2 separate regions of the Mus musculus genome follow, and region 2 is linked to region 1. A link is a contact called in public promoter capture Hi-C data. All regions are on one chromosome and are shown on one strand. The core of a region is the stretch at or near the end of the contact, and the rest is flanking DNA. Distances in the headings are between cores, read along the strand shown.

Region 1 (2,700 bases), core at 162-2,661:
ATATGATAGGACGTGTTTGTTGTTGTTGGGGTGGTTTGTTCTGAGCATGTGTGTGTGGGGGGATATGAGTGTATATGCACATGCCTGTTTGCATGTATGTGGAAATACATATGAAAGACCAAAGTTGGCATGGGTAGGCTGCATCAGGTAAGGGTCAGTCTAGCTAAGCGTCTTGCTTGGGTATTAAGGATCTGAACTCCACTCCTCTTATGAGAGCAGCAAGTGCTTTATCCTCTGAGCCACTTCCTTTTCACGAAGCTCCTGTTCTGTCTGGTTTGGATCTGCTGTCGTTTGGAGACAGTGACTAGCTATGTAGCCCAGGCTAGACTCAAATTGGCCACCCGTATGCCTCAGCTTCCTGAAAGCTGAGATTACGAATGTGCATCGCCACCCTGGACTTTATTTAATTTAATATTTAATTTCATCTAGATGATGACTATAAACAGTTGGGGCAAAGGAGTAAAATGCAATCTGAACGGGAGCCCTGTGTGTTGGCATGTCTTTAATCCAAGCAGTCTGCAGGCCGAGGCAGGTGGTTCTCAGGTTCAAGGCCAGCCTAGGCTGCAGACAAGATAAAACAACAACCTCCCCCCCCACACACACACACAGTCTGAAAATGAATCATGTGTGTAAGTACACACACACGGGCTACAGAAAGAGAAACATTAAGTGGTTCATTCCTATGGTTGAGACGGAAGAAATACAAGGAGAGGAGGAAGAATGCTTTACAGAGAAAAACTACAAGAAAACCAGCATGTGGGGGCGGCGGGAGGTGGGGGATTCAATTCTAGGGAAGGCTGTAGCTGGAGAGAAAAGTGACCCTTAACTCAAAAGGCCAGAGACTGGGGTGGGGACCCGTCAGGAAAGGAGTACGTGGAAAAGATGCATACACATAGAGGAAAGGGGTTGAAGGGCAGTGACCCTGAGGATTCAGAAGCGGTGAGACAAATCCAGAATGAGGCTGCTGTGGAGAGACGGTAGGAGAGGATGAAGGCGCTGAGTAGGGTTACAGTGCAGCTGGGGAGAGGCCTGGAGACAGCCTGGGGTAATCGGGCCAGAAGGCAGGTAGATGGGGCAGTAAAGAAAGAACAGGGCCACGGTGAGGACCCAGGAGGGTGAGTGGACTACCAAGAGGCCAAGCAAAATCGGCAGAGGCTGGGATGCGCGAGGACGACGGAGCCTGCGGAATGAAGGAGCGCAGAGGCGAGCCAAGTGGAGAACCCTTCGGGCTGGCCCTCACCGTGGAGTCTGTAAAGGACGAGCCCGGGAGAAAGGGCAGGCCGTGCACCGGGTTGGTCCCCATCGCTGCCCTGCAGCTGCCACCTCGGTTGCCTTTTGCCGCTCGGGTTACCCTGGCAACAAACTGCACTCGCGGGCCTCTCCAGACTCCCTGGTAACGCCAAACACACTAGTCGAGAGAGGGGAGGAGCGGCGGGGAGGAGGGGAGGATGTTAGGGGGCGGGGAAAGGGAGGCGGAGGCCAGGTCTGCGCCTGCGCACAGCACTACTGACTCTAGTGGCCACAGGACGTGGCTAATGGGTGTGGCAGAGGCGGCTCCGCCCCCTTTCTTTCCCATACTTTTCCCTTTCTCCTCAGCCCCCACTTCCTGGCTCCCAGAGGATGCAACCTAGGGGTGGGCTGAAGAAAGCGGATGTTCTTAGGCCTTGGCTCGCGCAGTGAGGTCTGGGATTGGACCACGTCCCTTTAGATCAGTTGTTACAAAGAAGTTCCTTGCTCCACGTTAGTCCTCCCAAGAGCTCAGGCACCCTTTCTCTGGGGAAAGAGCTGCTGTCCTAGTCCAGACACAATGTACAGTGGTTGCTCCCCAGTGAAAGCGCTAAATACTTCAGACTCATCAAATTATGAGGCAAGGGCTGTGGATTAGATTATAATCGACTGCATTTTCGTTGCTCAGACTTGATCCGATTTGAAGCCCCAGTCTTTCCACGGCTTCCTGGTCCCCTCTTAGCTATCTGTTCCACCGTAGATTCCTATAGATTGTGTGCTGAGGTCTCAGAACTTTACTGGGTATCTGTTGACTGAAAAGCTGGAGAGTGCCTACGCCTACCTTAGTCCTTGCTTTATAGCTATAGCATCAGTGATACATAAGAACCACAGAGGAAGAGAGAACCTTCAAAGAGAGACCGAGTCATGAGAAAGAAGTAATTCAGGGGAGTGAAATATTGTCAGGGTCATGTGTACTGCAGAGTATAGCATTTTCTGGACAACTTTTTTTTTTTCCTTTAAAAAAAAAGTGACCCCATTCCTGAAAGATCATCAGGAAAAGAAAGAAACCAAGAGTCTGTCAGCATGGGGAAATAAAAGGGAAGCTAAGATGCCCAGAGATTTTTTTCCATTATGTCTCAAATTTCCTAGGAGTTTGGTCTTTATAACATGTTTTCTGACCTAGGAATTTAGAGAAACGGTAGAGTAGTAAGCCTGAGGGAGAGTATCATGGGTCATTTGCTGCCACCAGTTAAGATGGCAGCTGCATTAGTCAGGGTTCCCTAGAGGAGCAGAACTGATGGAATGAATAAACACATTGATTGATGTTGGCTGTAGGTGCCGAAGTAAATAGAGAAGCTTACCAAGATGCTAAGCCTTCATTTTCTGAAGGGGCAAGAGGGTTCATCCTTCTTGGAAAAGGCTGGCATCCCGCTAGCTCACTCCAGTGACTTTGTTCAAATATTATACAAGCTT
Region 2 (2,700 bases), core at 37-2,536, 2.3 Mb before region 1:
ACATTGTTATTTAAAGTGACTATTTTTCATAAATGTGAATGCGTAATCTACCTATTATACACATAAGATAAAAAGTGAAGGAGAGGTGTAAAATTAGTTACCAGAAAGTTTAAAATAAGACTAGCAATGTGCCTTTTTTGAGATGATCACAATTTTAATTACTGTGTTCTATTACAATCATAAATCAGGAAGAAATACTTTGAGACCCATGATCTGAATAAGGATCTTTATAAGTCACCAAAATGGAATTTAAATATAAGACTAGAATCCCTCCAAATTCTTTCTCACCTTAATTTTATATTCTGTGACATGAAAGTGCTGCACTTTTATCTAGATGATTAAGAAAACAATATTTTTAAAAAAACAAACCCTACCTTTGCACTTGTTTTAAAAAATGCTCAACCCTAACTTATACTGTCTAAAGAAAAACTTGCATGTTGGTCAACACCAAATCTTAATTTATTTCCTTCCTCCCTTCCTTCCTTCCTCCCTTCCTCCTTTCTTTCTTTTCTCTCTCTCTCTCTCTCTCTCTCTCTCTCTCTCTCTCTCTCTCTCTCTTTCTTTCTTTCTACTAAAGCTATTCTTAACATTGCCTCTGGAGTTTTCTAAACGTGCTCAGAAGTGCTAGCAGGTTTTTAACTAGTAAGATAAACATAGCAGCGGAGATTCTGCAGTCTTCCTAACAGTACTGTTTGTATTATAAGCCCTATCCACAATGGCTACCCAGAAAATATCCGGTATAAACAAACATTACTGAGATACCAGTGGCATCTTAAAGCAGCACACCCAAGTCTCAAAATGCAAAAGGAAGAAAATTTCCACTCCCACGAGTCTCAACTCCCTGGCTCAGCATGTCAGGCAAAAGACAGTGACATTGCCTGTTACTGTGAATGTGGGGAGGAGGTGTGGGTGAGAAGCAAAGCAGCAATCCTCCTCTCAGTTTCCATCAGCCTCCCAATCCCAATTTATCTCTTCATTTCCACAATGTTTCTTTTCTCCTCATTTTCTACATTTAACCGCTCTCATCTTCTCTCCTGAATTCAAACAAAAGATTGCTTTGCCCTTTAATTCTGTTACTCACTATCAGTCTCATAGTTATATACAATTGTAACACACTATTGAGCACTATTTTCAAAGAAATATATGAAGGGCAAGGGGAGGATAAACTGGCCTGAAATTAAACCCGGGAGAAAAAAAAAATTCTCCTATTATTTACAAAGCCCGGGCTTCCAAGTGAGGGAGAAGGAAAACCCTCCTGGGGCAAAACTGCCTGAGTCAGCCGAAAATGCCTGGAGGAGGAGGAAGACATGAGACATGAGGGCTCCTCAGCACTAGGGCAGGAGCCTCCTCTCCACCTGGTGGGCTGGTGCAACCTGAGAGCATCTGACTTGTGCTTCTAGAACCACATGCTGCTCTTTATACTGGGCACGCTTGAGTCCCATCTTTTCCTAATAAACACATCCATAGCTCCCCAGATCCTGCACATATTTAGTACCAAGACTGTTACCTACTTTTCTTACAGCCGGTCTACCCAACTAAAGACACTGCCATAAATACTTGTATCATAACTTTCTCATTTGCAAAATGAAAAACATAGGCAATATTAAATAAACTGACACTTGCGAAGTGTTTAGGCCAAAATTTAGTATGTGAAAACTCATAAATGCGTTAAATAAATGACCTGTGGCCATCTCCAGATCTGAACGACAGAATATTAAATAAAAGAATAATAGCAAGTATTTATTTTTGTTAATGTATTATCCATTCAACAGACTAAAACTAAAAAAAAGCTTCCTGTGGATATCAGTCTTTATATTAAAATTAAGTATAGTTATATCTGATTTTAAAATACTAGCTATTGATGAAAATGCACCGAAACCAGAGTGTACAAAGTTTGAGATGTCATCCTTGGTCTGAGTATTGTGCATATGAACTGCATTGACTTGTATTCTTTAGGTTTTACTGAAATAATATTGTGTCTCACGGTATATCCTCTATGCCCACAATAAGATAGTCTGAAGTTAAATGTCTAAAAGAAAATGACCTTTCATTTGAAGGAGGGTTCATCATAAAATAAAAAGAACAGTTCTAATGGAGGACAGGGAAGAATAGAAAAGACAATATAGAAAATTAATAAGAAATATCAAATTTTGTGCCAAGAGAGATGTTTGCTTTACTTGAATTATATGAATGCGTAAATGATATCTCAAAATTTACAGCAGAATGCATTTAAGCATGAAGGCCATATATGTATGCAAAGTCTAAAATTTCTCATGGAAGTAAAAATTCTGGTTTAAACTTCAATTTAAATTTTCCTACTTAATAGCTGTTTTAAGGTAAAAACATTAAAAATTACATATGGTACTTGAAAGATTAATCATTAAAAATGGTCAAAACGTTATTTTTTCAATCATAATTTAGAAAAAAGTTATTTCCATAAATATTAAAAATAATAATTTGGGGGCTGAAGAGTTAGTGATAATCTTCCAGAGACCGCAAGTTCTAGTCCTATCATCCACATGGAGACTTATAACTGGCTGTAACTCTAGTCTCAGGGTATTTGACACCCTTTTCCAATCTCCATGGGTATCAGGCACACATATGGTACAGATAAATATTCAGGCAGAATGTACATACACCTAAAATTAAAAATTGAAAAAAAATTAATATTTTGGAGGGTGGAGGGTCATGATTTCAAGG

The links. Promoter capture Hi-C pulls out the DNA fragments that hold promoters and counts their contacts.
Region 2: a contact with region 1 is called in a promoter capture Hi-C map of liver, with 3 times the contacts expected there. The contact joins the enhancer-like site here to the promoter of Efhc1 in region 1. A contact is called at or near these places in 4 of 39 promoter capture datasets (embryonic stem cells, hippocampal neurons and liver) and 2 of 115 datasets of contacts at active chromatin or transcription factors (astrocytes and embryonic forebrain).

The regions. Positions count from the first base shown.
Region 1 is chr1:20,950,337-20,953,036 of GRCm38.p6, reverse strand. Efhc1 (EF-hand domain (C-terminal) containing 1) reads right to left here and starts at 1,411. Exons shown (of 11, transcript NM_027974.1): 1 at 1,241-1,411. The coding sequence starts at 1,303. The region is part of intron 1 of Gm51618 (a long non-coding RNA gene); the gene reads left to right.
Region 2 is chr1:23,262,622-23,265,321 of GRCm38.p6, reverse strand. No RefSeq gene overlaps it. Among named protein-coding and RNA genes, the nearest start is that of Mir30a, 8.3 kb to the left of the region's middle. Within about 2 kb of position 1,286, at least 41 of the 459 cell types and tissues checked have an H3K27ac peak or open chromatin away from gene starts, as enhancers often do. A contact at or near this core is called in hippocampal neurons and liver, where this site is marked.